Linked DNA regions of Zea mays: region 2 is linked to region 1. The links are chromatin contacts, called in public Hi-C maps. All regions are on one chromosome and are shown on one strand. The core of a region is the stretch at or near the end of the contact, and the rest is flanking DNA. Distances in the headings are between cores, read along the strand shown. Region 1 has its middle 55 kb from the start of LOC100193004. Region 2 has its middle 74 kb from the start of LOC118476926.

Region 1 (6,153 bases), core at 379-2,878:
TGCAGTGCAACAGTCCCTGGCGCTGAAGCTTTCTTCGGCGGCATGATGAAGGTCAGTGCTTGCCGAAGGTGGTCGAAAGTGTTCACCGGAGGTGGGCGCCAATGTTGGGGACTTGTTCTCAAATACTATGAGTTAAGAACAAGGCAACACCCAATGTTAAATGTTAATGTCCTTCGTCCTTCGAAGCATTATTTCCCTTAGGATATAATGATCTTTAGACGAAGGTTATGAAGGATATACCTTTATCAATGCGATATATGTTAATATAAGTAGAAGTATATAAAATATAAGAGGCAACATAAACAACCATATAACATTATTAATCCATTCTCATTATATTATTTTGGAAAGACAGAAACAATATTGAATTACAAAAGATACCTTCGGCTTGATAGAAGGTAAAAGTACAAGCGTGACACAAAAGCGAATACCAGTCAGCGTGAACAGTACGAGGGCACTGTTCATCTATTTATAGGCACAAGACGTAGCCTGTGAGAAATTACATTCATGCCCTTTACATTTATTATTGACTTATGGACAACTCTATGAGGACCAGATAGCCTTTTGCCCTTTAAGTCAGTTCCTTTTTCCGCCATTTAGCCGAAGCTCCCCTACGCGTAGCTTCGGAACTACTCCGACCTTCGTCACGATCATGCTTTTAGCCCGAGTCCGAAAGTACCTATTCATATGTCACACTTGGAAGATTTTGTTAAATCACATTTTTGAGGACCTTCGGGGGACGAAGGCTCCCAATAGCTAGGGAATCCTATTAGGTTCCATCAAATTAACCAGAGCATGTCACAGTGATTAACAGGAACGTTATTGGGTAAAGAGAAAAGTGATCAAGGGCACAACTTGCCTTGGACTCGAGATTCCTAGGTACCAAGTTGGTCTTTAGATGACTCGTAACCTCGCTGCTAGTCGTAGAAATACAAACAAACATGGCATAAACAAAATTAAAATTACACCAAACATAAGAACAAACTGCATAATAATGTTCTACGCATTGTAACGAGATCCTAGGTTCGAGAATCACTAAATTCGGAGTAACGGTTATAAAGTTATGATTTTCCGAAGGTTTTAAGTGTTTATTATAAAACAAATAAGGTACAAGATTTTAACCAAAGGTTTCATGGTAATACAAGGTTACTAGATGATAAACAACATTAATATGAGACTAATGCAATTGGAATAGATCAAAAAGGAGTTAAAATGAATTAAATATGAATTAAACAAGTTTCTAGAATTATTTTTATACTAAAAATCCTTTTCTTTATTAATTTCACTCATTTTCTTTAAGCCTTGGGCTGCGGACACTATTTACCAGAAGCTTGGGGTATGTTCTGTAAAAACCCGAGGGCTTGGATTAAACTACTTTATACATAGTGTGGGTCGCGGGTTCATTCATATAAAGAGCAGGGGTTCTTATGCAATTGTTACCTGGCCGAAAGTGTATCGGCGAAGATCAGCCGTTGGATCCAAAATCGATGGAACAGATTAGATCCTCTCTTAAGTGAACCGGTACGCGTTCGCGAACCCTTGGATCTAGATCTAACGGACCACAGCCGATCAGGACACCAGCCATTCGATCCGATCCAACGGTCCCGATCCAATAAACAAAAAGGTATTCTCTGTCTAATCTCGATCGTTCGTTAGTGGATCAACGGCCAAAGGAATTCTTCCCCACCGCACACCAGGGTACGGCGGCGATCTGCCCTCACGGCGGCCGTGTACGCGGCGACGAGCGATTTCGACGACGGCGAGGCTCCCACCGGCTCAGTGATGCCACGGATCGATGCAGCGTGATTTGGCGACTCGCCCCGACTACCCACCAAGGACACATCACCGCCGCACTCTTGATTCTCTAGCAGCGGCACTTTCTATCTCTCTCTACCGGATGCTCTCGCCTTCCCGCGTGTTCTTCGCTTGGGTCGCTACAATGGTTAGATTCCAGGGACGAGGAGATTATGGAGGGGCAGTTTTATATTCCGTATCCAAGGAGAGGCCGATTGGTGTCGAACCGGATCGGGATCCCGTGAACTCTGGTGGCTGTTTCACAACAACCCAGAGCTGTCTTCGATTCAGACTTGAAGGAGACGACCGACGCGTTGGGCCCACATGGCAGTGACGCAGTGAGATCAGTAGGCGAACGGCTAGGCGCGGTCCGCACGCGCATCTGTTAAGCAGAAAAAACAGTACCAACGTCTCCCACGTCATTCGGCGCACGACTTTGGTTAAGCTGACAGGTTGGAACCATATGTCAGGAACCCAGTGCACATGCGCCCCGGACGGCACGGTCTGTGAGGCTGGCGCGCGGGTGAATCATGGAGTCTGGCCGAGCGGGCCTGCATGCTAGCTGTGTAGCATTGGGCCGACCGGAAGTAAGGTGAGGTTGGGCCGAAAGTGAGGTAGCAGGCCCAGCTAGGCTTTTATTTTTTTCTTTTTCCTTTTCTATTTTAATTTCCACATTCCAATTTCAAATTCAAATGAGTTTCAAATTCTATTCTAAATGCAACATCCAAAATATCAGCATGAATGTAAAATATATATTTTTATAAACTTATATATTTATATTAATTATTTTATTCCCTTGTTTAGTTAAAGGCTCAAAAGTGTGATGCACACATTCATTTCATTTTAGGAAAAATATTACTTTTGAATATGTGATCAAATTTTAAGTTAATAAAAATGAGTATCCTTTATTTCACTTATTTAGGGGAAAATAAAATATAATCTTTACTAGGAACCATTCTACTTAAAATTACTTTTAAAGAGTTATATAGTTTACAAAGGGAATAATAATAAAAATATTTCTTCTAATTATTGATTTCAACTTCCTCTTTTGGTTTCAAGGTTTAAATCTAAGTTTTGAACTACACAACTTTTAATAGCACTATTTATTTGCTTTAGGGGAATATACTTTATAAAGAATTATAATTACTATTTAGAAGAATTTTATCTCAAATCTTTTTGGAGAATTCTTTAAATCGTCAAAATGTGATTTTGAGTGTTACAAATTCTACCCCCTTAAAAATAATCTCGTCCTCGATATTACTAAGAAAAGGGATATAGAAGGTTTTGTTTGTATTTCGCTTCTAGTTTTCAATTGGTACCAAACCATAAAGTGTTTTTTAAGACTAACTAGTAGGTGACTAGGATATCATGGGTACCTGATAATCATGTTTTAGCTATTGGTAAGAAAGTTGGGGTAAGAAAGATCAAGATAAGTGTAAGAAAGAAAGATTTTGGCAATGGAAGACTCCATCATGCATAGTGGATGTTGACTCATCTCGTGATCCAGCTTGATCTTTGAAGACTTTAGTTGGTGCTTATCCTTCCTTGATGAGGTTGATCATCTTTGGTCTTCAATCTTGGAGTTACCTTATGAGTTTATGGACATGTAGATAGATGTGGGTAGGATAGGTTTTATGAGATATATCAAAATCTCGGATGCTTTTAATTTATGTCGATCTGTTTGTCACTTGTTCTGAAATGCTGTGAATCAAGAACAAGGCAATAAAATTGTTAAACATTAGGGACTTTCATCCTCTGAAACATTATCTCCCTTCGGATATAATGGTCTTCAGACGAAGGTTACGAAGGATATACCTTCATTGTCAGCAAGAATGAGAGTTTACAAAGATATTATGTATGACATTCATCCATATATTTATTTCATGATAAACATATGGATAAAATTCATGTTACATTGATACCTTTGGCTTGCTTGAAGGTGTTGATGCGAGAGCGATTACAATTCAGCGTGAACAATATGGTGGTACTATTCATCTATTTATAGGCATCGGATGCAGCCCGGGTAAAAATACATTTATGACCTTAACAGTTGTTCATAATTGTAACATAAATCATTAGGGACTAGCTAGTCTTTATCTCTTTGGCTTAGCAACATGCTTGATCTTCGACATTACTTCAAGTCGAAGCTATTAATCTTTGGCGATAGCTTCGGCGTTCATTGCTGTCATTTCCGGGTTATGTCTTTGTCTTGAAGACCTTCGACGGAAGAGAAAACTCCCATCATGAACCTTTGTTCTAGACAAATCTCCTGTAATAATCAACATTATGCTAGAAACAAATGGTTAGTCGTGTTTTTGAGGACCTTCGGAAGAGGAAGGCCCCGAACAGTAGCCCCTCGCAGTATTAGTTTGTTTCCTCGTAACAAATTCAGACTGCGATACGAATGAAGGCCTTTAGCCGAAGGTCCAAAAAAACACCTTCCCTTCGCTAGAATAGTGAATCGTTCTGAATCGTGGGTCCCACCGCTCAGTGGTGTTTTGTTTATATATACAAAGGCTTGCACCACAAATATTTTTCGTGCTATCTAGCTCTTTGTGCTGTGATTGCCATTTTAGCTTTCATCTTTTGCGAGCGCAATTGTTCTTTTGAGCTTCGGCTTTTGTTGCGGCCACCATCGGAATGGCCAAAGACAAGGAGACTGCAGATCCCACACTTGCTGGTTTTTACGAAGCTATGGAAAAAACCAACGTGGAAAAGATAACTGACGAAATGTTGGCTGGGCTATCTGGGGATTCCAGTGATAGTTTCGATGTAGTGAGTGGTAATGAAGATGCCGAAGATTGGCCTTGGAGGCCAAGCCATGTTGTCTTCGGGAAATCAACTATTAAGCAAGGGAAAATTGAAGCAATGAAGGGAAAATACTTCCACGACATATCCATAGTGAGGGCTGGAGGAGAGAACACTATTCCACTTCCTGAAACAGACGAGGTGGTGGTATTTAAAAGCTTTATGAAAGCTGGACTTCGTTTTCCATTGCACAAGATGCTAGTTGAAGTATTGAAGACATTTGAGATATACCTTCATCAACTTACTCCCGAAGATTTGATTATAGTGGGAGTTTTTATTTGGGCCATGAGAAGCCAAGGGCTGGAGCCGAATGCTAAATGCTTTTGCAACATTCAAGAATTATCCTTTCAGACAAAAGCAACTAGGAAGGAACAATATCACAATAACTTCGAGTGCTACAACTTTGTGCCCCGTTCTTATGCGAGGTACCCCGTGCCGACATTCCGAAAGAAATGGCTGGGTTGTTGGATGAAACAATGGTTCTATGTGAAGAATGATATGAGTGATATGGAAGATGTGGAGGGCATTATCCAACGTCCCATACGGTCACGCTTCGGCATTAGGAGGTCGTCCACTACAACTGGGAACGAAGTGCAAGCGTGTATGATGGCCTTTAACACTTTGTGCACCTATATTGGTACCAGGGATTTGGTAGAAGAGCATATTGCTTACAAAGTGTGGCCACTGGTGAATGACTAGGAAATGCTGAAGGAAACTGTTGTTGGCTCCAGCGAAGGTGGCCTAGTTTACTTAAGATACACCTATCCCTATAGAAGTCAATTTGACGAGCCGAATGATGACTGGCACTAGGCTGTTGATGCCACCAACGATGAGCTGTTAGGAGCTTATTCAAGGGCAGAAGACAAAGCCATGAAAACTGCCTTTGGTGCTCGTGACAAGAGGAGGCTGAATAGAGTTTTCGATGTGATTAGATTTTTTTCATCCTGACTATTCCTTTCCTGCCCGAAAACAAGGGTTAAAGAGAAAAATGGCAGCTTCATCCTCATCAGTTGTATCTAAACCGAAAAGAGCAAAGGTACTGACTCGTAGGCCGAAGCCACATCCTTTAGAGAAGACAACTGCAGAGCTTGATATAGAAAAGATAAAGAACACTGAACATGTCTAAGCTATCCCCTTAGCTCCAGAGACAATTCCTGCTGCGGCAGTTGAATCTAGTATTGGTCCGGCAAAAGAGCATCCAAAGCTGGTGAATCCCTCAACCGTAACTGAGTTGCCGAAGTTAACATCTGGTGCAACCACAACGACAATTCCTAAGAAAAGGAGAATGGCCAGCGTTTTGGATGCTGTTTTGAAATCCACGAAGTCGCCAACTCCTGCTTGTGTTGAAGCTTCTAACGAGAAAATTGAAGATGCAAGAGAAGTGGCCACTGCAAGCGCTTCTTCTATTCATGTTGAAGTAGGGCCTTCAGAAGCTGCGCTAGTAGAGCTGGTGGAAGAAAGTCTTCTAGAAAAGCCCACGTCACCTGTTCCTAAAGCACCTCCCTAGGGTGATTTGTACTATATTGTTCGACATGCTTCGAGAAAGCGACT
Region 2 (6,666 bases), core at 3,293-5,792, 260 kb after region 1:
GTGATGTTAATTTTGCCTATACCATGTTTGTCTCTATTGCTACGTTTAGCAGTGAGGACACGTGTCATCTAAATCGCAAGTTGGTACCTGGAATCTCAAGTCCGAGGCAAGTTGTGCCCTTGATCACTTCTTTTTACCCAATCTTGTTTTGATTAGTCATAATGATCTACATAGGTTAATTTTGATGGGACCCAATAGGTTACCCTAGTTTGTCTATCTTTATACCTTGTTTATCTCTGATTTTTTCGGTAGTTTCTACTATTGCTTTTTGTGGTTTTGGGTATAGAGATACACATTATTCATGATTATACTTTTATTATCAGTTGTTATTTACTATTCATGATAAGGTCATTATGTTAATTGGAACATGGAGAACCACCCGAAAAAATAGTGCTACCACAAGGGTGGTATGGGACGCCCTTGGCTGACTAATTAGGAAAGCTAGTGGAGGACTACCTTACCTGAAAGGGGCAAAGGCAGTAGGGGAGTGGTCAGTGTAGGGAGACCCTTGGGTTGATTTTGCTGCGATGGCGGTCAGGCGAGGGGTCCCTGCATTGGAGCTTCCTATAAACTGTAGTGGGTTTTCTGAAGCTAGTGGAACTTTGTAAAGGCCTCGTAGTGTTACCCAGCCTCGCCTCCTTGGTAGAGGTGTATGGGATTGACCTTCTCTTGGCAGATAGGTAACATGACATGTGGGTAAAGATGTGCAACCTCTATAGAGTGTAAAACTGGTATATCAGCCGTGCTCACGGTCATGAGCAGCTCGGACACTCACATGATTAATTTATTGAATTAAATTCAATTTATCATATGCATTGCATTAAGGGTGTTGTTATTACTTTTGTTCTACTACTTAATTGGGTTGGTATTTACATATACTTAGTAATTGCTAATAAAATTTTGATCAACTTTAAAAGCGATGCCCAGCTTCAACCATCCTCTTTGGTAAGCCTTACACCTCACGTGAGCTCCCACCTTTGGCGAGTTCATGCACATTATTCCCCACAACCTGTTGAGTGATGAACGCATGTGAGCTCACTCTTGCTGTCTCACATCCCCCCACAGGTCAAGAACAGGTACTGCAGGATGAGGCGCATGGAGGATGCTGTGAAGAGTTCATGAGAGGTCTGGGCCGTCGTCTCCCAGTCAACTTTGGGTTGCTGGATCGTGTCTTCATATGATGTAAATATTTATTTATTTTGTACAGAACCCCTATTATATAGTAAAGATGTGACATTCGTTTCTGTACCACTATCCATTATATGTGTGAGACTTGGTCCCAGCACACCTAGTGATTATTTCACGCTCGAGTTTTGGACCCCTAAAACCCGGGTGTGACAGAAGTGGTATCAGAGGAATGTTGACTTTAGGACAAAACCTAGATAGAACTGGACAACCCTTATTTACTTACCTTTGCTACTCTAATCCTTTTATAAACTTTCCTTAATCTTTTCTCATCCACTGTTGATTTACTGATTATTCTTACCTTTTCTTTCTGAATACAAATGCGAATTTCACACTTTAAAATCCTGTACCTAAAGTGACCTTTAGGAACAGGACACCTACTCTTAGGAACAAAAACCAAAACTATTTTTTTATATAGGTATCTATGCACTTGAATGTTTGTTCTTATGATATTTTCCTGATTTGGATCTTTGATTGTGTGTGATGGGTTGTGGAGTAATGTCCACAATTACATCTGCATATACATATAGAAAAAATGCTTATAAAAATAACTAGACAAACTAGATTATCCCTCATTAAAGTATCTAGCCTAACAAAATCCATCTCATCTTAAAAGATTCTATCCTACACTCATAGATCCATCTTATCTCAAAAGATCCTAACTTATCCTAATTAAAATATATCTAGCTTAATAAATCCATCTTATCTTAAAAGACTCTGTCTTATCTTAATAGATTCATCTTATCTTGAAAGATTCGTCTTATCCTAACAACTTTACTTATCTCATCCTAAAGTAACAACTAGGATCTAATCCAAAATAATGAGATCTTAGCTAGTCTAATCTAGTCACATAAATATAACTTAGATATGATCTAATGTGACAGATTAATCTAACCTAACAAAGGCTAACCTTAAGTTGAGCTAATCTAATTTAAATTGCTTAACAGGAAAGTTAATACTGATAAAATGGATTAGACTCTACTTCTATAAAATATATTTTAACTTAATTCACTCTGCACTAAGTTAAGAATGACCAACCAACTCGACCAGATGCAACTACCTTAATCATTCGATAGTTGCATAACCCCTCTATTTTAATCTAACAGAGACTCTGACCTACCTGCACCATATAATCCATTCCACCTCAAAAGATTCTAACATATATTAATAATATATATCCTACCCTGGTAGATCTGTCTAACTTAAACTAGTCTAATCTAGTTATATCCAATCTAATCTACCAGCTTGACCTACATATTACCAATTATATACATCATTGTTTTTCCAACTCCGACTTAAAACAAAGTCACCCAACTAAGATTTGACATAATACACTCAACTTATACTAATCTAGATCTTATTCAATCCAATGTGAGTCACTTGACAAGTTAACACTAGTGAAATAAACTAGATCCTACTCCAATAAAGCTAGTTCTCCATCATGCACTTAAACCTAAACTAGTGCATTAAGCCAACTCAAACCGTGAGTACAAGAGCTATCCCAACCAATAGAGTCATGATGGATTGCATAATATGTATGTCCCCACCTAACACCAAACAAACTTTTGATTCATCTTGTAGTCTATCTCACCCATATCTATCTTAATCGTACTCCGCTAACTTCGATGATATACACTAACCTCGAATAAATGAGACCAAGACCGGAGAAGAAAATATCGATAAGGAAGGATAAGCACCAACTCAAGTCTTCAAAGACCAAGCTGGACCATCAGATGAATCAAGACCCTCTATGCATGATGGAGTCTTCCCTTGCCAAAATCTTTCTTTCTTGTACTTATCTTGATCTTTCTCACCCCAACTTTCTTACCAATAGTTAAAACATGATTATAAGCTACCTATGTTATCCTAGTCACCTAAAAGCAATTGAAAACTAGATACAAATCAATCCTTATGTATCCCTTTTCTTACAAATCTCGAGGGCGAGATTTCTGTTAAAGGGGGTAGGATTTGTAAAGCCCTAAAATTTGTATAAGATAAAAATAATAATAATAAAATAAATAAATACATGGATTTACATAAAAGTGTTTTGGGAATTATGTGTTTTCCCTTTTATTTGTGCATACACACTTAAGAGAAATAAAGCAGTCAAATAACAAATAAATAAATATAGGAATAGGCATCTCATGCTAAAGTTTTCTTGTATGTTGCATTTGTATTCAAATGTATGAGACAAGTTTAAGTTTGAAAAAAATAGAATTTAAAAATAGAAAAGGAATTAAGAAAATGAGAGAGGGAATTTTAATAAAACCATTTATTCCTCCCATAAATAAATAATAAGGAAAATAATAAATAATAATATTGAAAATAGTAGGGTTCATATTTATATTAGCATTAATTCTGACACTTGGGACATTTGAAATAGGAATTTTGAATTTGAATTAAATTTGGAGGAAGAACTCTGAAATAAAAAGAGAAGATCAAACCTATCAGCCTCGTGGGCCGAATCCACACCCCTCGGCCCATCTCACTCGCGTAGCCAGCCCAGCTAACTCCCCACTGCGCCGACAGGTGGGCCCCCGAGGCTAGCTTCTCAATCACCACACACGCTTGAGAATGACGTGTGGGACTCGTGCGTAAGTCGCATTCTCGCTCGTCCCTCTGCCTATGGGGCCCACACTCTAGCCTCACCCTAACCCCATGTGCGCTTCGTTCTTCTGGCGCGTGACCCACTGGTCAGCTATATCTCCCCGCCGAGCCAATGACATGTGGGGCCCCAACGACAGAACCATCCCCTCCGCTGCAAGGGTATCGCAACGGATTTGACGCGCCGCCGGCGGGAATCTTGGCCCATCACAACTACCACGTGCATCGGCCGCAACTCGGGCATATAAATCTGTGCGCTCTACCTCGCTTGCAAACTCCGTTTCGAGAGGAAACCATCAACTGGCAAGGGAACCGAGAGACCGTCGCCGAGGAGAAAGAAAGGATTGTCGCCGCCGTGGACCTACTTGTCTATCGGCATTGAAGCTTTGTTAGCCATCCATGGACTCTTTCTGGGACACACGGAAGGGGTTCACAATGTCAACCAGCCAACTCGGTGGCCAGAACCTAGACAATTTCTCATCGGACTTGGGGAGGGGGCGGTGTTTCGCGCCACACCGTGGGCAGGACTCCGAACGCCATAATCCTTGGAGGTAAGCCCACCTTCTGTCTCGCGATCGCCTCCACATTGTTTTGCACCAATCAGGTTGGGTGGTGTGGCCCTCTGTAGCAGTTTTGGCCAACTCTGACTGGCGCGCCGCCGCAGCACCAACGCGCCACCGTCGGACTGGGTAGAGGGAAGAAGATGAACCACGAGCGTCGGATCCAAGTTGGATGGCGTAGATTAGATCCTGGTTACCCCTTCGTTGGTTGAATAGGTGTCGTTGCTTGGAAAGGGAATGCTCAGGATTAGATCAAGTATATAGTAACTCCCGAGCGCCGATCCTAGATCCAACGGTGGTGATTGCGTACCGTTCGGGTTGAAGATATATTTAATCTGAGCCCTCCATATGAAATCACACGGCTCAGAAAGAACCATACCCCTTCACTCGGCCATTTCACAAATAAGCCCCTGCGCTTACTAGAAACTAACCCGCCGTCCACCGTAACTGCTCACTGAGTCTTAGGAAATTTATGTGTTAGCCCCTGTGTTTCTCTGCTATGACGCCCAGTCCAGAGCTCAAGGAAAATTAGATAAATAAATTTAGGAATTGATTTTCAATACACAAATAATTCCAGAAACTGGCATAAATCATATTTAATTCATTTTAGCTTCAAATTGATCCATTCCAGTTGCAATAAGTTTGTTTTAATATTATCTATCATCTAGTGCCTCTGTTTAGCCATGAAACATGAATTAAAAATGTTCCTTTGAATTAATCTATTCTAGGTGCTTAATAACTTCAGAAATTCATAACTTGGTAACCGTAACTACGAATTTAGTAATTCTTGTTCCTACGATCTCGTTACGCAGCGTAGAATATTATTATGCATTCTGTTCTACTGTTTGGTGTGAGGTTAATTTTGCATATACCATGTTTGTCTATATTGCTACGTTTAGTAGTGAGGACACGTGTCATCTGAAGAGCAAGTTGGTACCTAGAATCTCAAGTCCCAGTCAAGTTGTGCCCTTGATCAATTCTTTTAACACAGTCATGTTCTGATTAATCATAATGATCTGCATAGATTAATTTTGATGGGACCTAATAGGTTACCCTAGTTTTACTATCTTTATACCTTGTTTACCACTGAATTTTTGGGTAGTACCTTCTATTGCTTTATGTGGTTTTGGGTATAGAGATACACATTATTCATGATTATACTTTTATTATCAGTTGTTATTTACTGTTCATGATAAGGTCATTATGTTAATTGGAACATGGAGAACAACCCAGGAAAACAGTGCTACCACAAGGGTGGTATGGGATGCCCTTGGCTGACTAATTAGGAAAGCTAGTGGAGGACTACCTTACCCGAAAGGGGCAAGGGCAGTAGGGGAGTGGTCAGTGTAGGGAGGCCCTTGGGTTGATTTTGCCGCGATGGCGGTCAGACGAGGGGTCCCTTCATTGGAGCTTCCTAGAAACTGTAGCGGGTTTTCGGAAGCTAGTGGAACTTTATAAAGGCCTCGTAGTGTTACCCAATTAAACTACGCATCGTAACAAGATCATGGGTTCGAGAACGGTTGAAAAGATGCATAATAATAATCTACGGTTGAAAAGATATGATTTTCCAAAGATCTACTATATTATAAATTGATTAATATACAATATATGAGAAAATATATTCCAAATAACTAATCCAACTTTAATCTAGATTATAACTTGATTAGGGATTACTTTTTACTCAGATTATATTTATAGAGAGCTTAACCTAGATTAGTAAAGTTAATCTACTAAATATAGATTGAACACTTTTCTAATTATAAATCTATGGAATATGGTACACATGATATTGCTACTACATAGAAAATATTTTTAGGAAGCTAACGCAACTGGAACAGATCAAATCGGAGTTAAAACATAGAAGATACAGATTTCCAAAGTTTTTTAGGGAATTATTTATATGTTAAAAGTATTTTCTATATTTATTTTATGAATTTCTGAGATTTATGGACTGCGGTTACTAATTTCTAAATGCTCGGGTCAAACTGCAAATTCTAGGGGCTTCATTTAAATCCTTCTTCACTAAACTAGGATGGAGGGTTGATTTGTGAAAAGGGCAGGGGCTCTTATGCAAGGAAACCCGGCTGAAGGGGTATCGGTGTATCATAGCCGCACGGTCTGATCTGGGCGGCCAGGATTAGATCAGGTTGACACTCTAACCGAAGGAACCAGAACCGTCCTATTTAAAATAGAGGCTAGGATCGCATCGGTGGAGGGAGTTCTTTATCTTCAATCCTACCCACTTGATCTTTTCTCAATGGTTCCAATCAATTCCCCGAACCGGTATCTAGTCGTTCAAATCTTCACCGTTGACTAG

What was found. A called contact is a pair of places that touch in the nucleus more often than the background predicts.
Region 2: a contact with region 1 is called in a Hi-C map of endosperm, with 8 times the contacts expected there. The contact joins two enhancer-like sites. A contact is called at or near these places in 3 of 25 Hi-C or Micro-C datasets (ear, endosperm and leaf).

What each region holds. Positions count from the first base shown.
Region 1 is chr4:90,745,808-90,751,960 of Zm-B73-REFERENCE-NAM-5.0, forward strand. No RefSeq gene overlaps it. Among protein-coding and RNA genes, the nearest start is that of LOC100193004, 55 kb to the left of the region's middle. Within about 2 kb of position 1,629, at least 20 of the 20 cell types and tissues checked have an H3K27ac peak or open chromatin away from gene starts, as enhancers often do. A contact at or near this core is called in endosperm, where this site is marked.
Region 2 is chr4:91,005,174-91,011,839 of Zm-B73-REFERENCE-NAM-5.0, forward strand. No RefSeq gene overlaps it. Among protein-coding and RNA genes, the nearest start is that of LOC118476926, 74 kb to the right of the region's middle. Within about 2 kb of position 4,543, at least 2 of the 20 cell types and tissues checked have an H3K27ac peak or open chromatin away from gene starts, as enhancers often do. A contact at or near this core is called in endosperm, where this site is marked.